Regions from separate parts of the Rattus norvegicus genome. Here region 1 is linked to region 2. A link is a contact called in public Hi-C data. All regions are on one chromosome and are shown on one strand. Each heading gives the region's core, a stretch centred on a gene start, on an enhancer-like site or on the middle of the called end of the contact. The rest is flanking DNA. Distances are from core to core; before and after follow the strand shown.

What was found. Hi-C and Micro-C count contacts between places; a contact is called where the count stands out from the background.
Region 1: a contact with region 2 is called in a Hi-C map of Schwann cells, with 4 times the contacts expected there. The contact joins the promoter of Rpl3 here to the promoter of Sun2 in region 2. A contact is called at or near these places in 5 of 12 Hi-C or Micro-C datasets (the A7r5 cell line, the Rat2 cell line, Schwann cells and 2 more).

What each region holds. Positions count from the first base shown.
Region 1 is chr7:113,505,137-113,510,091 of GRCr8, forward strand. Rpl3 (ribosomal protein L3) reads right to left here and starts at 2,854. Exons shown (of 10, transcript NM_198753.3): 1 at 2,825-2,854; 2 at 1,886-2,078; 3 at 1,044-1,212; 4 at 166-301. The coding sequence starts at 2,827. It overlaps Snord43l1 (small nucleolar RNA, C/D box 43 like 1), which reads right to left and starts at 2,413; the gene lies at 2,350-2,413. LOC120094021 (small nucleolar RNA U82P) reads right to left here and starts at 356; the gene lies at 302-356.
Region 2 is chr7:113,170,767-113,175,387 of GRCr8, forward strand. Sun2 (Sad1 and UNC84 domain containing 2) reads right to left here and starts at 2,128. Exons shown (of 18, transcript NM_001427689.1): 1 at 1,979-2,128.

The DNA.
Region 1 (4,955 bases), core at 1,604-4,103, 340 kb after region 2:
TTCCTAACCAGCAGTGTTTAGAAAATACATGGCCCAAGCTCACACCATCATTTCTGGTCAGACATGCATTAAACTACCTGGAATCAAGCCTATTATGGTGCCACAGCGCCCTCTGCTGGTCTAGATTAACAGTAGTATCTAATCCTCAGACCACAAAATGCTTACCTGAGTGTGAGCAATTATGCGGATGACCTGGCAGTACTTCTTCATGCTGTTGAAGTCCTTCTCCAGCTGCTTCTTGCCTGTGTCATCTTGCCATTTCTTACAGTACTTGGTAAAAGCCTTCTTCTTAGATTTGTGCCTTCAGGAGCAGAGCACAGTTGGGGAAGGGGCCTGGTGCAGGCCTTCATCACCCTTTCGGTGGGCGAGAGGAAGGCAGACTGGCACCATTTGGGGATGGGGCTCTTTGCCGGCTTCTAAGGAGCCTTTTCCACCGGCAAGCGGAGCCTGGATGAAGCTCATCGGGCAGAGCCGAGCGGAGCTGAGCAGAGGTTCACAGGTTAATGTAAGCCACAAATATACACAACACACAATTTTTGCTCCAGGGTACTGAACTTCTTTGTGAGAGGGGCAACATCTCACAGTACTGGGAAACAGGGACCCAGGTCAGAGGCAGGGGACTTAGTACAGACAAGGTTTAAAGGCCAGCATCTAATACTAAGGTCTAAATGCAAAATGATGTGTCTGTTTCCCAGCTGCCCTGCCATTTTTCAGATCCAAAGCTACACTAACACTTCAGCTAACCAACACCCAAGGGTAACACTCAGGTTCTGGCTCAAAAAAAGCCAAGGTCTTAAAAAAACCCTGGGGCTGGAGAGATGGCTCAGTGGTTAAGAGCATCGACTGCTCTTCCAGAGGTCCTGAGTTCAATTCCCAGCAACCACATGGTGGCTCACAACCATCTGTAAAGAGATCTGATGCCCTCTTCTGGTGTATCTGAAGACAGCTACAGTGTACTTGTATATAATAAATAAAAATCTTTAAGACCCATCTCAGTGTCCCTTAATTCTGGGGCAGCCCTTGGGCTGAGTCAAGTTTCTTACCAATTCTTATAGAAACGCCTTTTACACTCATCGCTGATGTGCTCAGCAAATACAGTCTTGAAGGTCCGGAGGCCTCGTGGGGTTTCTACATATCCCACAATACCCACAACCACCATGGGTGGGGTTTCCACAATGGTCACAGCCTCCACAACTTCTTTCTTATTCACCTCTGTAAAGACAGACATAGGCATCAGTGAGGCCACAAATACCCGAGGACTTTGTGTCTACTTTGAAGGGCCTTCTGCCTCTGCACCATTAATACTGGACCTTCCACGACTGCTCTTCTCATCCGGACTCTCCACCAAGTGGAAGCTTCTAACAGTTGAGCCCAAGACACATCAGGAATGCAGCTAATCTAAAGCAGGCAGTACGCCAGGTGCTGACTACCAGCGCTGTAATAGCAGCAAAAGGCCATGTGTTTTCATTTCAGACTGTCTCAAAGCGCAGCTTCGTCACAGGCCTTAGTTCAGGTCTCTTCATAACTTGTCAAACATACAGTTGCTAACTATCTAGAAAAAGTTGCAAGTAGGCAAAAATCAAAGCTCAAGGGATCTCTTTTTTTTGGTTCTTTTTTTCGGAGCTGGGGACCGAACCCAGGGCCTTGCGCTTCCTAGGTAAGCGCTCTACCACTGAGCTAAATCCCCAGCCCCTCAAGGGATCTCTTGAGTCTAATATTGTCTATCCTTTCATAGGACCTGGGTTTGATTCCTAGGTAAATGAGCCTTTGTTCCAGATTAGCACAAAGCACCATCGGATGGAGGTCACCTACTGTTCTTTGCAAATTTACTGTAACTACAGGCATAATTACACACAACCCCAAGTTGGACAAGTTTTGTACATACTAGATCCTGGCCGGTCAACTTCCCGGACAATGTGGGTCATGCCAGCCTTGTACCCTAGGAAGGCTGTGAGGTGAACAGGCTTGGAAGGGTCATCCTTAGGGAAGCTCTTCACTTTTCCACGATGCCGGCTGCTGCGCTTCCGAGGCAAGAAGCCCAAGGACCCATGCCTAGGAGCTGAGAATTTCCTGTGAGACTGAGGTAAAACGGGAGAATCACTAACAATGCTGTGAGAAGACTTTCCCATCTCTTACCATTAAGCAAAAGAGGACTCCACTTTTGTCCTAAGATAGACTGCAACAATACTAAATGCTTTAGTTCTAGAGTTTCAACGAACAACTAAGTGACGATACTAAAATCTCCTAAACAAGTTACCTTTGGGTGAATTTTCAGGAGTCACCACTAAATGGCAACATGGCCGACAAAGGCACAGCCTATTACAAGTAGGCCTCTAGAACTCCCAAAGCCAGATCAGAACATGACAATCAGCACAGAGATTCTGCCCGCCCGTCAAAGGATTCATCATTTGTGGCTTCTGGGAACTCCAGAGATCCTCCTTCCTTTCTTGGAACCACATTCCAAGGTGGATTCGACCAAAGTTGCAAAACGTCTCAGGTTTAGTCAATGCATTCCTGAAAAGCCCACGGCCATCCCTACCAGGCTAACCATGGGCCCAAACCTCGAATAGGCCACAAAATAGCCAGTTCTACTAGAGTCCCTTAGGATTGCGCTCAATCAAATGGCTGTCCCAGAGGCCCAAGTCGGTCCCACACGTTTTCTATAAACCCATTTAGGACCCTGGATATAGGGATGGTCGCGGCCCGTCCACTGACTCCCTAGAATAACCTCTCAGTATTGGTGAGGCCGGGATGGCGCCGATGGTAGGCCGATACAGTCAGGCCAGCGGAAGACTATAGAGGAAAGCATCACAGTCGTACATACCATCTCGCCGCCACACGCCGCCGATAGAGATCGAGCAGGCGCTGGTGCAGGCTATATAAAGCCACTCGATGGCTCCGCCTTCTCAGCGTGCGAACGTGCTGCCGCAGTGGACGTCGGGTCGAAGGGCACGAATGGAACATCATTTTACACACGTTTCCCCGCCCCCTCGGGATTGACAAATAGCGTTTGTACGGAGGGTGGTTGGGTTCAAACTTAGCGAAACGCTTTTGAATGTAATGAATCTACGGCGGTCTGCAGCAGCCAAATTTGATGAGGAAGAAAAATGAAGGCATTGTGTTTCCCGTCACCTCTAGAACGGAATCACACAGTGCTAGTCCCTTCGGTCCCACACAGCAACGAAACAACGGCGTTTTGAAGCAGGCCTAGTGTGATACAACTGACTGTATTGCTCTTGAGAGCTCTTAAGATAGAAAGGCTGAATGAAACTGCTTTTTTTTTTCTAACCAGTGATTTTGATTTGACAATGACTTGCCTTTAATACGCCATGATTTTGGGTACATCTCCCTCGAGTCCTGTCTCTGCCATTTCAGTCCCCAGATGCCGTTCCCGTTCATAATTTTCAGATTTACAAACGTGCGAAGTTTTTTTTTCCCTGTGTGTACGTAAGTGAGCCATGTGCGTCCCTGGCGTTTTCGGAAATCAAAAAACTGTCAGATCCCCCTGGAACTGAAGTTATAGACTGTTGTTAATGCTGTGAACTAAACCCGGTCCCGTGGGATGACAACAAGTTTTCTTTTCTTTCTTTTTTTTTTTTAAGATTTATTTATTCATTTAATGTGTATGAGTACACTGTAGCTGTCTTCAGAAGTACCAGAAGAGGGCATTGGATCCCATTACAGATGGTTGGGAGCCACCACGTGGTTGCTGGGATTTGAACTCAAGACCTCTGGAAGAGCAGTCAGTACTCTTCACCGCTGAGCCATCTCTTCAGCACCCGGCAACAAGTTTTCTTTTTTTTTTTTTTTTTTTTTTTATTACACACCAAGCAACCTTTTATTTGACATAAAGTTCATTTTCAAAATTTAGATATGAAGATCTAAGGTGACTGGAAGTTCTCAGCCATTACTACCGTACCTTAATATGTCTTCTACTCTTCAACAGTCACGAGTTCAGTCGTTCCCATCTGACCCTGCGGTGGCCAAGGCGTGGCGCGGCCTCACATCGTATCGATTTCACATGGTGGCCGGTGAGCTAGCCTTTACCACACTTCTGCAGAGTTGACGGCCTGCGGCCAGCACCATAACCGCCCTTTGTCTCCCGCATCTTGATCGCTCGCAAATAGGGGCCCCAAGTCATTCGCACACTCCTACTACATAGGAGCATCCAAACAGCAGCAAAAGAGGGCAACAAGTTTTCTTAACCACTGAACCATTTCTCCAGATCAAGAATTTTAGTGAATTTATTTTTAGTACAACATAGTTTTATTAAAAAAGAAATTTAAGGGGTTGGGGATTTAGCTCAGTGGTAGAGCGCTTGCCTAGGAAGCACAAGGCCCTGGGTTCCGTCCCCAGCTCCGAAAAAAGAACCAAAAAAAAAAAAAAAAAAAAAAAAGAAATTTAAAAAATTCTGATAGTGGAGGAGCACTACTTAAGGATACTATTCTTAGTAAGTTCTTTTTTAGTTTTATATGTATGAATGTTTTCCTCATTTATGCATGTACACCACTTAAGTGCAGTACTGAAGGGGTCAGAGTACTGGGGAGATTAGAAGAGGGTGTGGGATCCTCTGGAATCAGAGTCACAAATGGTTGTTGTGCTTGGAACTAAACCTTGGTCCTCTGCAAGAGCCCTTAACTACTGAGCCATTCCTCCAGTCCAAAGAAGATTTTTTTCTTTTTTCTTTTTTTTAAAAAGACCTATTTATTTTATGCATATGAGTACACTATAGCTGTCTTCAGACACACCAGAAGAGGGCATCAGATCCCATTACAGATGGTTGTGAACCACCATGTGGTTGCTGGGAATTGAACTCAGGACCTCTGGAAGAGCAGTTGATGCTCTTAACCGCTGAGCCATCTCTCCAGCCCTTTTTTCTTTTTTTAAGATTTGTTTTTTATGGGGCTGGGGATTTAGCTCAGTGGTAGAGTGCTTACCTAGGAAGCGCAAGGCCC
Region 2 (4,621 bases), core at 878-3,377:
ACCACCATGTGGTTGCTGGGATTTGAACTCAGGACCTCTGGAAAAGCAGCCAGTGCTCTTAACCTCTGAGCCATCTCTCCAGACCTCCTTTCCTTCTTTTCAGTCACAGCCTCTGGTTCACAGAGCCAGCTACGTCCTGACTGCAGAAACCCTTCCTACCATATTCTGCGGCCCCTCAGCACACTGTGCTATGACACCTTGATGTGACAATGACAGTGATAAATTACTACTGGCTGCCTAATTCCTTTCCTACTCATTAATGACCCTGGCACAAGCAAGGGGGCCATCATCACCCATCTAAGGGGAGGAACCTGGGATGCGAGCCTGCAGGTGAGAGCCAGGTCTCTGCTCAGACCTGACAGGCTGTGGGCCTGGGCATTTGCACTTCATCAGAAGGTCTGCAAGTTGTCTGGGGAATGTTACAGCTCCATATAGCATATGCTTGGAACATAGCTGTCAACGGTGTGGTTACATGGCAGTTACACAAGTATCTGTTAACGAAGTAAGGCGGAAGGTGGAGCTGTTTTGTGGAGTTGCAGTCAGTCTGGCCTATAGGACAGTCAGAGTCACCACATGAGGTGGGTGAAACTGATAAGAAGGCCAAAGTGAAAAGATCTGGCCAAAGACAGCCTTCCACTACATCAGCGAAGATAAACAAATCTTTCAGTGCAGGGACCTAATTTCAAATCTCAGAACATCAACACAGGAGTCTCTCCAACCTGGGCTAGCAGAATTACAAAACTTTAGATCCCCAAACCCATCCAAAAAGAGATCCTGGTATTTATGACTTTGTATTGCTTCTGAGATTCCTGGTGAATACTGACCTCCCATGGTGGGAAACACACCCAAACCCCGACCTCAGAAACCAGAAGGTCAGGTTCATCCAGCTAGAAAGACAAGTAGCCTCCTGTCTGGGCTAACTGGCATTTAACCAGGTGGGATGCCCATCTGGCATCCTTCACTCTCTTTAACTGGTGTTGGTAAAGGGACCAACTGGTAGTATCCTGGGTTGTATTCCAGTCCTTATAAGGTAGTTCCACCCATGACTGCCACCCCTACCTAACAGCTCTAGATGCCCACACCCTCCACCTCTTAACCCCTGCCCTGCTGTAGCACATGAAGCTTTTGCCAGGGGGGAAAACAGTGCAACATGTTTATACAGTACCCACGCTGCTGTGGCAAGAATCTAAACGTTCTGAGGGGGTGGGGAGATAGGGCACTGAACACTGCCCATGTGCCATCTCCCAGCACTCCCAGAGCTATGCGAATCTTATCATCGTTATCTTTCATACTTCATCCTGTTGTCACAAAACAGTTTACCACAGCGGCCATCCAGGTTACACAAGATCACAAAGGTCTACTGTGGGGAGCGGCTGGGATATTCACTCCTCCATCCTGCCATTAGTTACAAAACCCTCAAATAAAACATCCTTTCCTACTTCAGAGCCTTGACCCCTGAGACATGGCCCCTGTTGGGAATCTTATATGTGACATCTCCACTCCATTTCCCCCGGGACACAAAAAGTGCTCCAGGCGCTCACTCTCTGTCCTGGCTCTAAGTCACACCCCAGCGCGCGATGGCTTTGTTTTGTTTTGGTTGGGTTAGGCTGTTTTGGAACTGAGCTAAATGGGCCCTCCCCCATCCCCCATAACTGTGACAGGCGGTGGTGGCGCAGGCTGGGAACTTCCAGTGCCAGGGCTCGGCCTGTGGCACTGCCCTGGTCCGGTTTGGGGCGGCTGGGTCTTGGCTGCCCTCCTCCCCGGAGGCTGCTGGGGAAGTCCCGCCTGGGGACAGCGCCCTCCCCGTGACTGCGATGCGTCAGGGCGCCGGCCCGCGAGTGTCCCGGAGCGTGCGTCGCAAGGGGGTTGGAGTGGCCCGGCCTGACCGGACGGTGAGGCTCAGGCCCGCTACAGCTGGACGGCGACCCGGGTCAGGCGGCCGTGGGGCCGTGGGAGGCGGGCCCAACCCGTTCCTTACCTTCCGTGGCTGTTCCCGTGTCGGGGTTCCCCGGGCGGCGCCGCGCGCTGGGCCGGGCCGGTCCCGAGGCTGAGGCTGAGGCTGAGATGAGCGCAGAGCGGAGACGCGGGACAATGCGGCCGGCGGAGGCCCGCGCTGCGCGAGTGGGGCAGGGCGGTGCGCGCGTGGCCGAGTGTGTATGTGTGCGCCTGTCAGTCAAGGCTGACAGCCCACAAGTCATTGGCCAGGCCCAGCCGGCCCGCCCCGCCCTCCGTTGCCGCCCATTGGTTGGTTTGAACACAAAGGCTCCGGCTCGGCCCGCCCTTCGCGTGGGCCCTGTAGTTCGCGCGTGGGAGGCGGGAGCAAGTAGGACCTCCTGGCTGTGGGACTTGTGCGTTCCGTCGCCCACCCGTGCCCACGCTCACGCCGCGCCGGAGCTCTAAAGGCTTTAGGTGCTGGTGCACACAGGGTGTCATGGAATTGGCCATTGGGAAAGGATCCCTCCGTGGACCCCGCGCGCACCGGTGGTGTGGACACTTCCCAGCGCCAGCCCTGTCTGCCCACTTTAAAGACAAGGGAAACAGATCCATGGAAGTTTTGTTTCTTTTCTTTTCTTTCTTTTTTTTTTTTTTCTTTCTTTTTTTTTTGGAGCTGAGGACCGAACCCAGGGCCTTGCGCTTTCTAGGCAAGCGCTCTACCACTGAGCTAAATCCCCAACCCCGGAAGTTTTGTTTCTTACATAGAACCTACCCAGAGGGGAAGTTGGGTCTAGAAGATTAATACTGTTTTAATTTTAAGGTTGAATTTTTAGTTCCAAGATGGGCAGGATACTACCCATTTTCCCCAACCACCCATTTTTGTTGTTTTAGTTTGTTTTTGCTTTTCCAAGACAAGATTGTACTGTCACAGAGATCCACCTACCTCTCTGCCTCCCGGAACTGAGATTAAAGGAGTGCACCGCACCGCCATGTCCAGTCAGAAATCCCAAATTTCACAGCAGCTTTTCTGTTTTAAGGAAGGCTTCATCCACAGCAGGTGGCAAGAGAAGGTAGGGCTAGCAACATATTCTCCTACTTTTCCACCCTCTGGAGTGAGTTCCTGACTCCACAGACCTGTCCCCTTTCCACACACCATCCCCCCAAAAGATGAAGGAGTGTGGCTGGGGATAAAACACTTCTGTTCAGTCTCTTCTAGGGAAGATGACAACCAGTGTCCTTCAGTTTAAAATGCCAGGAAAAAAAAAAATGAGACAAGAAAATGATAAAATAACAAAAGCAGGTATAGAAAGGCAGTAGGAAACTCAGGAAGCACAAAACCCCTCGTATTGGTTTGGTTCCACCGCCAGATTAAAGCAGACCCCCTTTCTAGACCTCCATTATCCCATCTGGAAATGGGGTGCTGCCTACCCTTGCAGTATCTTTGGACCTGTGCTAACTAGTGTTATTTCTGAACAACCTAGACTTCCTGCGAACTAACGCCTGCGTGAACGTTAGCTGGACAGGGAAGATACCTATGCAGGAGAGGGACTCTGGGTTGGGTCCAGGCTCACTCCGTGTAGTCTCCACCTCCATTACAGAGCCTGCTTCCCTACCCCAGGTGCTGGTTTGTGCCTCATACCCATAGACTGGCTGCAGGCAACCATTCCCCTGTATGCTAGGCCGCTACACATGAATGGGTGCTAATCCTCGGTTCTATGATTGGATCTGAAATGGAAGGGCTTTTCAGACTTTGGAGTGAGATGATCCTGGATTATCAGGGGCCTTGTGACAAGAATTCATTTCAGGAAAAGGCATGGATAAGGGAAAGGGGCGCAATATGGCCTCTGAGACAGAGATCAAGGCCCAGAGAGGAGGAATGCCCACAAGGACAAGTAATGGACTCTCCCGAGGGAAAGGAAAGTCACGGGGCCCTGCCACACTTTCATTTTGGAGGGGCTAGTGACCAATCACAGATTTCAAGCCTACAGAACTATGTGGGGCAATACAATTCTGTTGCTTTAAGTCACCAAGTTTATAGCCATTTGTCATAACAACTATAGGAAATCAATGCAGGGAAATAAAAATTCTCAGCTTTGGTAATTCCATCTCCATTGTCATGACAGCCCTTATCGGATCTCTGAGAGACCTTACAGACTTCTGTCCCTGTCATTTCTGTCCCTTCTGGGGAGGTCTGTCATGTGTAAGGCGGCCTTCTCTCCATCACCCACTGGAGGCCCTCATTACTTTGCTTTTTTTTCTCATCGTTCCCGTGTTGTGGAGGGGCAGAGACACTGGTTTGCCCCAAGTAAAAGAAGATCGCAGAGGGGGACAACCCTGGCCAGGAGAGTGGGATCACATTCTGGCTTTATCATCCTCCATTTTTCTTTTCTTTTCTTTTTTTTTTTTTTTTTTTTTTTCGCCTCCTGTAGTGCCTTCCCCATTTTACAGCTCCATGCCGGAGCACACACGAGGGCTCTAGAAAAATAATAAAGTTATGTTCCTTCCCACGTGGGTAGAAAGATGTTACTTTTTTATCATGCGTAATGCTCCTCTTTTATGAGATCAGCATGAACTTGATGTCCTAGTTTGGTTCCCTGTGGCTGTGATAAAAGCATGGACCAAAAGCAGCTTGGAGGAGGAAAAGACTTCTCTGGCTCACTTGTCCTTATTGCAGTCTCTCACTGAG